Linked DNA regions of Mus musculus: region 2 is linked to region 1. A link is a contact called in public promoter capture Hi-C data. All regions are on one chromosome and are shown on one strand. The core of a region is the stretch at or near the end of the contact, and the rest is flanking DNA. Distances in the headings are between cores, read along the strand shown. Region 1 holds the start of Cyp19a1 (cytochrome P450, family 19, subfamily a, polypeptide 1). Region 2 holds the start of Gldn (gliomedin).

Region 1 (7,706 bases), core at 3,840-6,339:
TTTACATTTAGATCAAAAGTGGAAGAAGATTATATAACATTTAATTTATATGAGGCCAAGTATTGACTTGACTAAAAAAAGACTTGTCTACAAATATTTACTTATTAGTCAAACTCCATGAAACACAATGGCAATACTATAAATGGCTTATATTTGGGAGGCACTATTCCCCTACTAGTATAGTATTTCCCTACCATAAAACATAAAAATTATCAAAATAAAAACATTTTGAGATGGGTCTTACTATGTAGCACCTGGTTGGCCTGGAACTTGCTATGTAGACCAGGGTGGCCTCGAACTCACAGAGATCTGCCTGCCTCTGCCTCCCAAATGTTGAGATTAAAGGTGTGTGTCACCATACCTGGCCAAAATGAAAACATTTATTTAAAAAGATATGACAATGGAGATTTGTATATATTGAGAAATGAAGCTTGCTAGACAATATGTGGATTAAGAGTCTGTGTATTTAGCCAGGCAGCAGCAGTGGTGGTATAAAGCTTTAAATTCCAGCACTTAGGAGGCAAAGGCAGTAGATCACTGAATTCAAGACCAGCCTGGTCTATAGAGTAAGATCCAGAATTACCAGGGCTACACAGAGAAACCCTGTCTAGAAGAAAGAAAGAAAAGAAGGAAAGAAGGAAGGAAGGAAGGAAGGAAGGAAGGAAGGAAGGAGGGAGGGAGGGAGGGAAGGAGGGAGGGAGGGAGGGAGGGAAGGAGGGAGGGAGGGAGGGAGGGAGGGAGGGAGGGAGGAGGGAGGGAGGGAGGGAGGGAAGAAAGGAAGGAAGGAAGGAAGGAAGGAAGGAAGGAAGGAAGGAAGGAAGGAGAGAGATGGCAAAGGGAGGGAGGGAGGGAGAGAGAGAGAGAGAGAGAGAGAGAGAGAGGGAGAGGGAGCGGGAGGGGGGATATTCTACCAGGAAGAGTTTGGGATACGTAATTCCCAACTCTATGTCACCTTAATTCATCCAATAAACATTTCCTGAGACCCTAGTTTAAATATTTGTTCCAAGTCAAGGTCTAGAGATAACAATAAGTACAATTAATCTATATTCTTGCAGAGTAGTGAAGGAGATGTAAAAAAAAAAGCAAATAATTATAACACATTATACAAATATCTATGTGCATATATTCCTTGCATTTACATGTAAATCTTGAACCACGGATGGGTAAAATATGAGGGAAGTATTCTAGTTGCTGACACATTAGGCAGCTCTCAGCTTCTCAGACTGGCAATGTTTCTCTAGGCATAGACTGAGTCCCGCAGCCCACTCCCAGGAGCAGTAAATACTTCACTGTCTTCTGATGTCGCCAGAGAGCATCCTTAAATGCCGATAGTTAGGGACACTTATCTAGCTGGAACCTGGCCTTCACACCTATGGATACACCCTTGAGAGATGCGTGCACACCCTTTTTCACAGCAAGACTGTTGTCCTTAGGACCCCAGCTGGAGGCATTGTCTGCTCTATGAACCGTGAGATTTTTGTAACGCTCAAGACTGTATAGCAGTGGAAAGGAAGCACAATGCTATCACCATCTGGATGGATCCTGCTGACTTAACAGTAATCAAAAGGAGCAATGGAGACAAACAGTATACGTGTATTGCTAAAATATTTAAAACAAGACAAAAAAATCTATATTGTCTGACGGTATGACATTGGGTCCCAAACTGTCACAAGGCAGTAATTGTTACAAAATCCAGGAAAAACATTTTACCTCTGAAAGAGACAGAAGGGGGGGGGAGGGAGAAAGGGAGAGATGGGGAAAAGGAAGAAGAGAAATAGAGGAAGAGAGGATGGCGTGAAGACCATCTGGAATAGTTAGCATCCTATTCCTTGTGAAGAACTCTGATAGCAAGTCTGTCGTCACCTTGTTCAGTTTTCTGTAAAATATTTTCTTAAGAAAAAAGAGGGACATGTTGTCATGTCTACTCCCGAGTGTCGCATGTCACACTCCTTTGTGTGAAATGCCCAAGAAAGAATCTATTACCTACAGGGAGAGAACCAATGTCAAGACTGGGGCAGCCTTGTGTTCGAGGAAGGGAAGGTTGCCAGGGAGAAGGCAACACATGCTGAACTAGAGGACTTGGGATATTGATCAGAATTGAAGTGGCACTGCCTCCCACGGGAACCAGTCTTTGCTCCCCAACTTTTGCAGCCTCCTTCCCCTCCGTATCAGCCTGCCTTTCCATGTCAGGGCCCCCACCTTTGTTCCTTGCCTATCCCTTGCTGTCAAGCAAAGATCTAGCTTGACTTCTCAGCAAGCATAAATGATGAGGCTTAGATCGCTCCATGAGCCATAACACAGGGGGTAAAACCTCTCCTCTTTGACTACAGTTTCTTCTACAAAAACAAAAAACAAAAAACCAAAACCTGGCACTGTCACCAACATTACCAGACAGTGAGCAGAAAGCCGCCTCAACTGAAGTTTACTAGATAAGGGCTTTTAGTCACTACAGCTTTTAAATTCCCTTAGGCTTTTTAGGACCCAGAATACCCTCAAAGTTGTGAATCCAAGAGTCCAGAGAGTCATTATTTGGGAGCAATGACGGAAGAGTCCAGAAGGACAGACCAGTTTTCTTATTTCCTATGCCTGACAGGAGCCAGAGAATCCTGGGCTGGGCCTCTGTGGAGAACTGACCAGAGCTTGCATTTGCAAAGTGTGACTGTAAGGTGGGAACTCACAGTCTGATTTTCTCCTCGGGGCTCCTGTCTTCCTTCTAGCTGGGCATCAGCAGACCATTTCCCTCCTTTGGGATTTAACCCTTTATTTTGTTTGGACTTTCTGGCTTCTCTTACTTCTTAAACCATGTTCCTTGGCAACACAGATCATCCGGGGCTTTCCCCTTCTAACACACAGAGGAGTTGGGCTTATCTCTGTGGCTCTCAAACTTGGCTGCTCATGAAAAACCACCAAGGAAAGGTTTTACAGTATCAACCCACAGGCTCTACCAACAGGACCACTGTCCTGTCTAGGTGATTGACACTGAAGACAAGCAGTGCCATATCCCTGGCCCAGAAGTGGTAAATACAGGAAGTACCACCTCCCTTCCTGACCCAGGCCCCAGGACTGTCACTTCTCACTGTGCCTCTTTTAAAAGTATATGTTTTAGCCAAGTGTGGTGGTTACGTGATTTTAATCCCAGCACTCAGGAGGGAGAGGCGGATAAATCTCTGTGAGTTCAACACCAGCCTGATCTACATTACATAATGAGTTTTAGACAAGCCGAATGGTCCCGGCTGCATAGCGAGGTCCCTGTCTCAAAAACAAAACAAAACAAAACACCCAACAACAACAACAACAAAACTGTTTAAGGTTGCAATTCAAACACTCCAGGGAAGGGCTTGGGAACCAGCTAGCAAACTAATCTCCTTTAAAGTTGTTCTTATACTAAAATTTGAGAATTGTGTGGCTTTCTTGACAGATACGGTGCTGATTTCTTATGATACAGGCTGGACTTTAGCATCTGAGCCTATGACAGGGAAACAGAGATGTTCTACTGCATCCTACCCTCATCCTTTCCCCTGACCAAGGAGCTCACCACTGGAAGGGAAATCTGTGGCAGGGAGTATCCAAGCCAAGGTAGACGTCAACACACTTAACTCAGTGTTCAGCTAAATTAGAAATTAAAGTGCCAGGCTGAACCAGATAGATGGGCAACTATGGGAAACACATGAGAAAGAATCCAGGCACAGCGTTTGGTCTGTGCACTCCCTGGTGCAGCTGTCACTTCCAACTGCCTTGTTCAGAGTCTCAGCACATTTGTGAATGTGTGGTCACTATGGTTTTGAAACAGGCCTTGTTGGATAGCTTACAGAGCTAGAAACTGGTGATAGTGTGAGGAACTCATACCTAAACTTAAAGACACTGTCTGAAATTTCTGTTTGTTCTGAATTAACTTAATAATTGATCATTTCAGCCCCGGTGGCAAAATGGTTCACTGAGATTATCAGAAGAATTATATTAGTCTCTGCTTTCGACTGACACAAAGACCTTGGAATAATTCTGTCCGACTCTGATGCTCCCAGAGAATGGGCCTTGTCCCTATTCTTCTCCCAATAGCCAGTTCTCATTCAACCCTTATGGCACCATCACCATCACCACGCTGCCAATAAAAGAAATGAAGAATACGATTGAGAGAAAGGATAAACGCAAGCAAGGGAGGGGAAGGTGTCCCTGAGGACAGAGGGCAGAGGGGAAGGAAGAGGACGCGAGAGAGGGCAGCCCAGAGGCGCTTCGCCGGCTGGCACAGCAGAGCTGGAATCTATTAGAATCGGGTGGTGCTTGTTTTAATTTAGCCAAAAATTCTAGAACTTGACCCTGCCTACTCCATGTCAAACCTCCCAAAGCACTGCCCAGACTGGAGGGAGCATCTAACACCCATTTGTGATGTGGTCATCTGTCGTGGGCAGGTGATCAGTTTACCATGTCCTAATCTTCACAAGTCCAGCTTGTGAGCTGTGCTTCTTCTTCGAAGAAGAGCAATTTTGCTCTTCTTACAAAATAAATAAACAAACAAATAAAATAAAATAAATAGATAATGCATGCCACAGACCAAAAAGCCCCGTGAAACTCTTTCTGTTAGTGTAGAATTAAAGCAACAGCTTACCTGGTATTGAAGACGAGCTCTCACAATTCCAAATCAGGAGAAGGAGGCCCATGATCAGCAGGAGTGGCATGGCACTGACAGTCACAGTTTCCGGGACCATGATGGTGACATTATACTGCATGGGGTTCAGCATTTCCAAGAACATCTTGCGCTATTTGGCCTCAGAAGAAAAAAAAAAAAGTAAAGTTCTATGGGAAGAAAGCAGTGGTGGAGTTAGAACGTAACCCAGCGGTTTGGCTGTGGCTCCTGTCACTTGGAAGGGTGCTGGATTGGAGAGATGGGCATTTTGTTTTATAGTGATTGGACACTTAGACAAGACAAATTTGTGGTTACAAGTCAAAACAAGGATGACCTTGGGAGGCTCAGGTTCTGTTCAACAGTTGGTCTGATAGAACCTTATCATCTCGCCCTTGAGTTAGTAGAGTGACGTGCTCAATTGAGAGTCAACTCTCTGAAGTTCATTCCAGAGGAACAATCACAATGCTGTGATTTCATCAGCAGCATTTGCTGAGGCAATCCTCCTTATTAAAAGCAAACTCAATTAACAAAACAAATCATGAGCAGGAAAAGGCTCCCGTACCCAAGTCTAACAACCTGAGTTCATCCCCCAGGACACACACACACTATAAATATATAATTATAAAAATAAATCAACATACACAATGTCCTAATTCCTACCCATAATCAAAATTATTTTCCCGGACTGTACCCTTCTACAGAAAGAATGCATTTCTTGGGCACCATCAAAGTGTTCAGAGAGTCTTCATTAGGGCATCTATGAAATTCAAGATATGTTACTCATGGCAGTCTTTGGTGGCTTTAATGAGGATCTAGAACTAGGACCATAGGCTGGTTAAACAGTGTTCATGGGGGTCAGCAGGAGAGGCAGTGGGGATGGAAGGGGCACGAATAAAGAGGGAGAAAGAAGGAGGCTGGAGAGATAGCTCAGTGGTTAGGAACACTGGCTGTTCTTCCAGAGATCCTGAGTTCAACTTCCAGCAATCACATGGTGGCTCACAACCATCTGTAATGGGATCTGATGTCCTCTTCTGGTGTGTCTGAATACAGCTACAATGTACTCACATACATAAAATAAATAAATCTTTTTTTAAAAGAGGGAGAAAGGAAAAATGATGGAGTGGGCAGAGAACAGTAAGAGTAGTGTGCCCTGCAGTGACTCAGGTGCCACTCAGCCATCTGTTCCTAGTGATGACTTGTGCCCTGTGCAGGTCATTCCTCTTTAGGCTGAGCTGCTGGACCTGCAGGTTTCAACAACAGCATGCTGAGGTGTCTTCAGTCAGGTTTTATCAAAAACTCTTACAGGGAGGAGCTTTAGAGATGGCAGTAGTTAAAAACAAAAACAAAACAAAAAGCAGAAACAAAAAAGCCAAAAACTTAAGTTTGAGAAGCTTGTATCATTTTCATCAAATGCATTTTCCAATGGCAGATGACCCACTCCAAGCTTATGTAGTAGATACAGGCAGAAAATTTTGGCTGAGTTTGACCTGAGTTTGACCTCACACTGGAACTCTATGTCCACAAAAGTGATTTCAAATTGGACATCAGGAGCTCTGTGGATTCCCTGATGTGCTGCAGAAATTTTTGAATGGGCTCACATACACTTTTTTTTTTTAAATATATTATTTTTATGTGTGTGTTTGCATGGGTGTATGCACATATTTATGCAGGTGCTTGACGAGGCCAGAAGAGGGAGCTAGAGTCACAGGCACGTGTGAGTTGCCTGCCATGAGGGCTGGGAACCGAAAGTGCACATTCCTGTGAGCAGCCAGCACTCTTAGCCGTGGAGTAGGGTCTCTCCAACCCACACATGCACTTTTGAGGGGAGAAAGGCCATACCTTTCACCAGACTCTAGGGCACTATGTAATAACATTTCTCCCCTGACCTCTACGCAACCTTTGGTTTCTAGCAACCACAGAAATTTCACAATTGAATTTATTCAGTTTGTTCTTCATTTGTTAACTCATTATATTACGCTACCATTCAATAATAATTAAGTTCAAGACACTGGAAAAGTGTCTGTGCATATGATGAGCAGTCTAATTGTTACAGTTTTCCAGTTGCTCTGAGTGGGAAATGAAGAGTCGGCAGCTGTTTGTAGCTGCTCCCTTTGTTAACTTTGGACAGTTTTTTTTTTCTCTTGCAGAGAATAAAATGCTCAACAGAAAAAGGAAGCAGGCCAATGAGATAGCTTAGGGGGTAAAGGCACTTGCAGCCTGTATTTGAGCCCCGGAACCCACAAGGTAGAAAGAGAGAACCAACTCTTATACTGTCCTCTGACCTCCACAATGGCACTGAAGCATTTGAACACACACACATACACATAGACACATACACACACAATTAACAACAACAACAGACACATACATGTAGCTATTTCCTATGAGTCGAAATGTTCCCTCCTGGAGGCAGACAGGAAGCTCAGGATTCGGGATATTCAGAATGCCGCATGGTGTGTGTGATCCATTTCCAGCATTGTAGAACTGAGAGATGAGTGTGAGGAAATTCTCTTCACTGGAAATGCCTGCCAATTGATCAGAGGGTTTGAGGTGTGTCACGCTGTGAGTCTTCCCCCGTGCTGGGGTGGGCCTTCAGTGAAGCGCCTGCCTTTTTGTCACCTGTGTTCCTGGAACACCAGTAAACTCATTGCCTCACTGAGCTAGATTTGGGAGGAATCGTATCTTTAGTCTGTTTAGTGTTGTCAATGCTCTAGCACGAGGAATACATGATTGTTCACATCATGGAAAATACACACATACTCACACACAAATGCACAAACATGCATGCACACATACACAGAGGAGCATTCGATGCACCCACCCGCACACATACATGTGCACAACTTTCAAGTGCTCAGTGCCTTCAAGAGCAATATAACTACCAGAGTCTTCACTGTCCCCCTAAAGGTCATTGTCTCAGGTGTAATGCCTTCACTTAATGCCCTGGTCAACCTCAGGCTAATGAAATGCCAAGTCTCTATGCAAAGTCCCCAGCTTGATTCATGGCAAAACCTGAAGGGACAGAGTCTGGCTTTGGTGTCCTGACAACCTTTGGGTTAGGGTACAGCCTTAGTCCCCATATTGC
Region 2 (7,706 bases), core at 1,744-4,243, 93 kb after region 1:
TGACATTCTGGTGGTAAGAGGCTCATGGACAGGAGACACAGGGAAAGGAGGAAGGAGAACAGGGAAAGGCAACTGGTTAGAGGCACCATGAGGGGGATGACTGAGGGCAGCCCTCTGACAGGTGACAGTATCATGACCACTCTTCCCCGCATGGGAAGACTGAGGAAGTGGCTCACAGGAAGGAGCCCACCTTCCCTTTACCCTGCTTCCACCTCTCTCTTGGCTCCATCACAATAGCCCAGGTGCTCCACCCACTCTTCCTACTAGGTGGCCATGCCACAAGCCTTTTGAGTCCCGGATGCCAGGAGGAGCAGCTTCTTGGCTTGAGGGATCCCAGTGGATCCTCATCTCCATTCTGTCTCCAGCTGTGGTCCTGACTTCAAAGAAAAAGTACATTTCAGGCTAATGCTACACTTCCAAACACTGAAAGCCAGCCAGCTCCATGGCATATGAACATACCACATTCATGGTACATGCCACTAGCACCACACATACATGTTCCTAGAAAGGTCACTCACGACCTTTCACTCACTCATCCAGCCGCTCATCTGGCAGATAATTATCAAATACCCATTCTGACTACCTTACCTGTTGGGAATGACAAGGACCAACAAATCTGTCACCTGACCTTTGGAACCTTATGCTGTGCTGCTGAGAGTGTTGTGACAGGTCACCTATCACAACTGTAATGAATGATAGGATAAAGAAAAGCTCGGTGGGGACCATGATGTTCCAACTGTCTCTACTGACTGTCATGCTCACTCCTGTATCTTCAGTGTCCATCACAGGGACCGACACACAGGAAGGGCTCAGTAAAGGGTTACTGAGTTAAGTAGAGAGCCTATAGGTGCTGAGCCCCAACTCTGTCTCTCCGTGCTTTCTCTCTGTAGCCCAATCCTCGCATGGATTAGAAAGAAAGGATATTCAACAATTCTTCCAACAGGATAATAATACATTTGAGATAGGAGGAACGGGAGAAAGTTATTGATATCATTTCCCCCTTCAGGTATCACATTCTGGCCCTTCCTGATTTCTAAATTCCATGTCCAGTAGCTGCTCTTCTAAAAATATTCAAGTTGGTTGGAGTTCCTGCTGAAGCCCAAGCTTCTGAACCTGGACTCAGGACTGTGGTTAAGATGGAACTTGGGCTTCTCCGAGACATAGTTCAACCTGAAAATAAGTCTGATCCAAACCGCATATTCTCTCTGTCGGTAAGGAGGCTACCAGTACAAACTGGATGGCAGTGCTATGGAGGGAGGTACAAAGCTCCACTGTCCCCTTGTCCTCGGCCCCATCCATATTGTGATCTATTCTTTCCCCAGGACTGGCTCAAAAAGTTGTGGCTCCCAGGCCAGAAGAGCTAAAAGAGCCCTTCTCCTTGACCACAGCAGGTGAGCTGGCTGCAGAGAACCACTGTCTCTTTGGGTTATCTGACTGTGGAGACCAGCAATTGGCCTCTACTTGAGTCTTCCCATCTGACCAGGACTGACCCCTTGAAAGTCCTGGGTTTCTAGGGAAGTAGTGCCATTCTGAGAGAAGCTGACAGAGTGAAGAGGTCTTCTGACAAAGCTCTGAAGTGACTCAATTCAAAAACTGGTGGTCGTGGGAAAGGGTTTTGAGACGGGGTCTCACTATCACGGACTTATCCAGTCTGGTGTCAAACTCAAGCGGCAGCGGCTGCTGCCTCCAGAGTGCTGGGTTTGTTTTGAGATGTGCACCACTGTATCCAGCGTGGAACACAGACTCTTGGATCAGAGCAGGCACCCGAGCTTAGAGGAGTTTCCAGTCCTAAGCAGGCTCTGCAGTCCTTCAGCTGAAAAGAACTTCAATATGTTTGCAGGAATTTGCTTAGAATAGCCCTGGTAGGGACTAGAGAGATGGATCAGTGGTTAAAAGAATTGGCTGCTCTTCCAAAGTACCCCAGGTTCAATTCCCAGCACCTACATGGAGGCAGGCAACGCCTTAATTCTGATACCTTCCTTCCGGTCTCTGTGGGCACTAGGCACACACCTAGTGTACACACACATACACAGACAAAATACACATACACATAAAATAATAAATACATAAAATGGAAAACATGCCTGTAGTTCCAGCACTCAGGCTGAAGCGGGAGTGGCTTCAAGACCAGTTTGAGCTAGGTAGTGAAATCCTGTGTGGCTCTGAAGTAGAGCTCTTGCCTAGCTGTTGCAAAACCCTGGCTTTGATCTCCAACAGGGAGGTGGGGGTGGGAGACTGAGAAAGGACACTGGCGATCATGCCACTCCCAGATGTCTGGCATTGGCCGCTGGCTTTGGAACCAGGTCTCCAAAATCCTTTTTCCTCATCATTCTGCCTCCTCTCTGGTCTGGGTCTCAAGGGCAAGTTCTTCGTCCTAGAAGTCGTTTTTTGGGATGATCCTTGCTTGCTAAGCCAACCTGGCTTTTCTGGTTCTGATGGGTGACTTTTTACACTTCTAATGCCAACCATCTCCCTGTCTTCCACTGTCCCCTTTCTGGGAAAGATCTCTTAGGGTCTTTCTTCCATAGGCACATGGTGGCCTTGAGGAGGGGTGATGGGCAGCCTGGGCCTGGGCCTGGGCCCAAGCAGCAGACCTCCCAAGAACAGGGCATGCTTATGGTTTTCTCCAAAGACGACTGGAGGGATAAGGGGGTGGAATCTAGAAACTTCTCAGGCTTTAAGAATTCCTGCCCTCCTCCTCAGTCTGACCCTGACTATGCCTGTCTGGACCCTGGCAATGCCCACGGGCAGGACAGCAAGAAAAGGAAGGGAGGCCTGTTTGCTATTTGCTTGGTCGCCCCTCCTCCGCACTTGTCTCCTCTGGCTTCTCACCCCCTTGCTGCCCGCCTGTCCCTCTGGGCTTCTGGGGCGCCACCACTACTGTCCCCAACCCGCTTCGCCAGACGGGTCTAAAGACAGCCTGACTCACGGCTCTGCCACCAGCCCACGGCTCACGCGAGGCTTTAAAGCCTCTGCCACTGCGGGAGGAGGCCCAGTGCTGCCCTGAGCCGCCCGGCCTGAGCACGCAGACATGACCCGAGCCGCAGAGCGAGGCCAAGGGGCTACAGGCTGGGGGCTGCGCGGCGCCCTGGTGGCCATAGCGCTGCTGTCCGCACTGAACGCCGCGGGCACCGTGTTCGTGCTGTGCCAGTGGCGGGGGTTAAGCGCGGCGCTACGGGCGCTGGAGGCTCAACGCGGCCGAGAGCAGCGCGAGGACAGCGCCCTACGCGCCTTTCTGGCCGAATTGAGTCGTGCGCCGGGCCGGGTCCCCGAACCATCCCAGGACCCCATGAGCGCAGCGCGCAACAAGCGCAGCCACAACGGCGAGCCTGCGTCACACATCCGTGCGGAGAGCCAGGACATGATGATGATGATGACCTACTCCATGGTGCCGGTAGGCAGGGGCTCGTCCCCGTGGCGCCCCCGTCAGGCTGGGGCAGAGGGAGGTGATGGGAGCCGGGATCCCCTGGCCAGGGGCAAGGTCCTAGAGAGAATCTTGGGTATCTGTGTGGCTAAGGAGGTCATCCTGGCACTCTGCTTAACTCTTTTGAGATCAGTCTTTTTATCTACAGGGACCGGGCAGGGCAAGCCTTCACTTCTGACATCTTTTGAGTCTGCAGGTAAATGAGGGACGTGAGCAGTATTAAGAGCCTTTCTCAACTTTTGTCAAAAGTTTCCTGGGTGTGAACTGACCCACAGAGTCTCGGAAACCAAAGAGGAGACTTTTCTTCAACAAAGGAGTCCTTTGCCTGGCACAGTCTAGTAGTTAGGCTTCCTTCCCATCTGGCCCGGGCTCATTCCTGTAAGAATATAACCAAACTTGCCACCTAGTTGCTGGAAGTTGTCTGTGGCTCTCAAGCTGTTCCAAATAGGAGGGACTGATGCAGTGTAACTTTTATTAGAGTGCGAATACACACTAATGAAGCCAAGGTTCTTAATGTGGGTCGCTTCACAAGCTCAGAAGAATGGAAAGCCAGAACTGCTGGTGTGAGCTGTCTCTTACATGCAACGTCTGTATGCAGCCAGGGAAGGTTCCGGCATTAATCTTTTTTTTTTTTCTGTTAAGCACCCACTCTTCCCTCCTTCCCTCCCTCCCTCCCTCCCTCCCTCCCTCCCTCCCTCCCTCCCTTCCTCCCTTCCTTCCTCCCTTCCTTCCTTTGACAGTTTCATGTAACCTAGGATGGCCTTCAACTGGCTGTTGTAGCCAAGGGTGACCTTGGACTTCAACTCTTCCCCTGCCTGGGTGTCAGGATTACAGACTTGTGCCACAACACCCCTGGGCCTCTCTCTACATTCTCCAAGTAATTCCCTTCCTGAGAGTTGAGAAACACTAGTCTAAAGCAAAGACTTTTAAAGAAAAACCTCCTTTCTTCCAGTTTTCGGGTGTTCCGTTTTGGTTGGTTTGCATCCAGTGGTTCTTTAACAGCTACACTTAGGTCACATCCCCCACCCCCACCCCCACCCCCACCCCCTTGCCCCGGGCCCCTTCCATTTCCCATTCCCTTTCATCCGCTCCAATAGCCATGGTCTTATTTCACTTTATAATTAGAACATGTCCAATTGACCCTCCAAGTCCAGTGAGCCATACTTTGGAATCCTATATGTTTGAAGAGAAGTCTACTTTAAACATGTGCTGTTACTAAAGAAGTTTTCAGCGACTGTGTGTGAGTTGAAAGGCTTTTAGGACAACAAACAGCACACACTCCAAATACCTAGTCTGAGAAAGGTCGAGCTTTCCATTTCTAGCCTCACATTTTCACTCAAGTAAAAAATTTAAAAACGAAGCCTAAGCAAACATTTCAGAAACTCCAGCCTCTGTAAGATGAAGAGGGCTCGCTGGGGAACCCTAGGGCACTCTTTTGGCCCTTCATTCTGCATTTTAAAAGGTTTTTTAAAAAAAAAAAAAACCTTCCAAGAGAGATGCATCTGAGCAACAACACTTTCTACCTCCAATCCTGCTTTTAAGGTAGATGGTTTGGATCCAAATTGCAGCCCATTCAGTCCCTAGCAGAAGAGAATGAGCTCATTTCCCAGGTCCCTCTGAACACCTGCTGCTGTTACAGATCGGCACAGAAACTGCAGCGAGCAGCTTAGCAGCAGCACCCGCTGACCTCACATCTGCAGTGCGTATGTTGAGACCTTTTTGAGTCACTGAGGGAGATGCAGCAAGACCAGAATATAGTGATCACATTGATGAGTGTGAGCAACTCTCATCATGTCTTCATGGAAGTAGTCGGGGTGTCATACATACTCTAAGAACACTGCAACTCTACAGTGCACATAAGTATCTTGGGCATGTTGGGCAGTGCAGGTTTCGATTCATACGGTCGAGGACAGTGGTTCTCAACCCTCCTAATGCTGAGACCTTTCAATACCTTCATGCTGTGGTGACCCCCCCAACCATAAAATTATTTCGTTGCTACTTCACAACTGTAATTTTACTCCTGTTATGAATCATAATGTAAATATCTGATATGTGGCCCCCTATGGGTGTCATGATCTAGAGGTTAAGACCCGCTAGCGGGTCTAAGGTATGAAATTCTGCATGGCAGACAAGTGCCCACCAATCTCAGCGCTGCAGGTTTAAGGGCCACATTTTGAGTAAGGAGGTCCTAGAACCCTAGAGTCATCAGAGACACCTGAAACCTATCGGTACCTGAATCCATCCTAGATATTATTCCAAGTGGATCAGTCTGAGGTGTGGCCTGGGATGGAGAGATCACTTACTGGCAGACAGGAGAGTGATATGAGGTCCTGAGGAGAGTCAGGTATCTGGTTTAAATGCTTTCAGTTCCCACCAGGCCTTGCTTTAAGCAATGGAGCCAATTTCACTGCTGAAATGCCTTTGTCTGTCTGTCTGTCTGTTTGTTTGTTTTGCTTTATATTAGCAATATACTTCTCATCCTCACAAATTTTCTCTTCAAGAAACCAATTTGTTACAAAAAAAAATCTCTGGGCATCTCAAGTAGACTCGTTAGGTCTTAGGAAGTCTTAACAGTTAAGAGAAGACTCTAGAATAAATCACGGAGGTAGACATGTCTACTTCTTATGCTTGAAATACCCATCCACCCCCAGGGCCCTTTTTTTATAGTATCAGATCTTGAGTGTAAGATCTGTGGACCATCCCAGGGCCTCATGCTCAGACTCTTATGTTGGAGATCTAAGGACGAGAAGCAAGCTCTACGCAGATTAATGCCAGCATTTTCAAATAACCGTCCAGAGTGGCCTGTTTATCCAGGACTAGCTTCCTTCCTTGTGGGTTGTGTCTGTGCTTTTGGCTAAAACAAAAAGTACGCAGCTCGCCCAGCATGGGCTTTCTGATCTGCACTGCTGAAGTACAGTTAATTTGACATAGACAGGCATATTAATGATTTTTTTTAAAGCAAGGAAATGTGTTGGAGGAAAGGTGTTGAGTGGGACAGTAGGCATAACTTGGGGAGCACGCTGCCAGAAAGAGAAGGGATATGGGAATCCATGGTAAGGATGAGCACAGACCTACGTCCTCCTGTCCTGTAGGGGGCACACGGCTGCCTCGTTTCTCTTTCCCACAACCTTTGGTAATCTTCTCTTCCAGCAGAATCAATCTGCCTCCTCTCCCCACTGTCTCTCTATGTGCATCCCTCTTCTCCTGCCCCTCCTTCTCCTAGCTCCTCTTTCTTTATATCTTACTGATACCCTGGTACCTTTGCTCTGTTATCTTCTCTGACCCCAAATCTAGAGCATCCAGAAGAACTTTCACTTGAAAAAAAAAAATCAAAGTAGCATAGAAAACCTGCAATGCACAGAGGCTGATGACTATAACTCCATAGCAATGTTAGCCGTGGGTACCAAGCACACTCCCACACCTGAAATATCATTCAAAAGTCTGGATACTTCTCTAATAAGAAAGCTACTTTTTTTTTCTATAAGTAAATCCAAATAATTTATCAAGGAAGATAAGAATAATTAAATAACTTTCTGGTACTACATGGGGCATATGATAGAGTTTAAGACCTACCCCAGATTGCTATTTTAGAGAGGGCTTTACTATGTCATAGGCTAGCCTTCAGATCTCCCTCTATCTGCCTGAATCTCCTAAGCACTGAATTTACTATACCTAGCTCTTTGTTTAATATATTTTCTATATATTTAAAAAATATATTTCATGTGTACTGGTGTTTTGCCCGCATGTATGTCTGTGTGAGGGTGTTAGGTCCTCTGGAACTGGAGTTACAGACAGCTGTGAGCCACCATGCTGAAAACTAGGGTTCTCTGGAAGAGTAGGCAGTGCTCTTAACCATTTTATTTTGCTTTGTCAACCAGGCCAGCCTCAACCTCAACTCAGAGATCCCCCTGCCTCTGCTTCCCAAGTGCTGGGATTAAAGCCACATGACACCATTCCCCAATTTTCTATAATTTTAAAGGTTTATTTTATGGTATGCATTTTACCTGCATGTATGTGTATGTGCCATGTGTTTGCCTGGGAGTCAGAAGAAGGCTTCAGATCACCCTGGAAATAGAGTTACAGAAGGTTGTGAGCCACCATTTGGGTGCTGGAAACCCAACCAGGGTCCCACCAAGTGTTCTTAAACACCGACCCATCTCTCCAATACTTTTTAACGTATAACATTATAATGCAAATCAATAGATGCTGTCTTTTTTTTTTTTCCATTTTTTATTAGGTATTTAACTCATTTACATTTCCAATGCTATACCAAAAGTCCCCC

The links. Promoter capture Hi-C pulls out the DNA fragments that hold promoters and counts their contacts.
Region 2: a promoter capture Hi-C map of embryonic stem cells shows a contact between it and region 1, with 2.8 times the contacts expected there. The contact joins the promoter of Gldn here to the promoter of Cyp19a1 in region 1. A contact is called at or near these places in 7 of 39 promoter capture datasets (cranial neural crest, embryonic stem cells, liver and 4 more), 3 of 484 Hi-C or Micro-C datasets (embryonic stem cells and nephron progenitors), 4 of 115 datasets of contacts at active chromatin or transcription factors (all in embryonic stem cells) and 2 of 9 other capture datasets (adipose tissue and pancreatic islet).

Annotation. Positions count from the first base shown.
Region 1 is chr9:54,188,654-54,196,359 of GRCm38.p6, forward strand. It overlaps Cyp19a1 (cytochrome P450, family 19, subfamily a, polypeptide 1), which reads right to left and starts at 5,090. Exons shown (of 9, transcript NM_007810.4): 1 at 4,604-5,090. The coding sequence starts at 4,748.
Region 2 is chr9:54,283,493-54,291,198 of GRCm38.p6, forward strand. It overlaps Gldn (gliomedin), which reads left to right and starts at 2,994. Exons shown (of 10, transcript NM_177350.5): 1 at 2,994-3,394. The coding sequence starts at 3,032. All of the region lies in intron 1 of Gldnos (gliomedin, opposite strand), which reads right to left.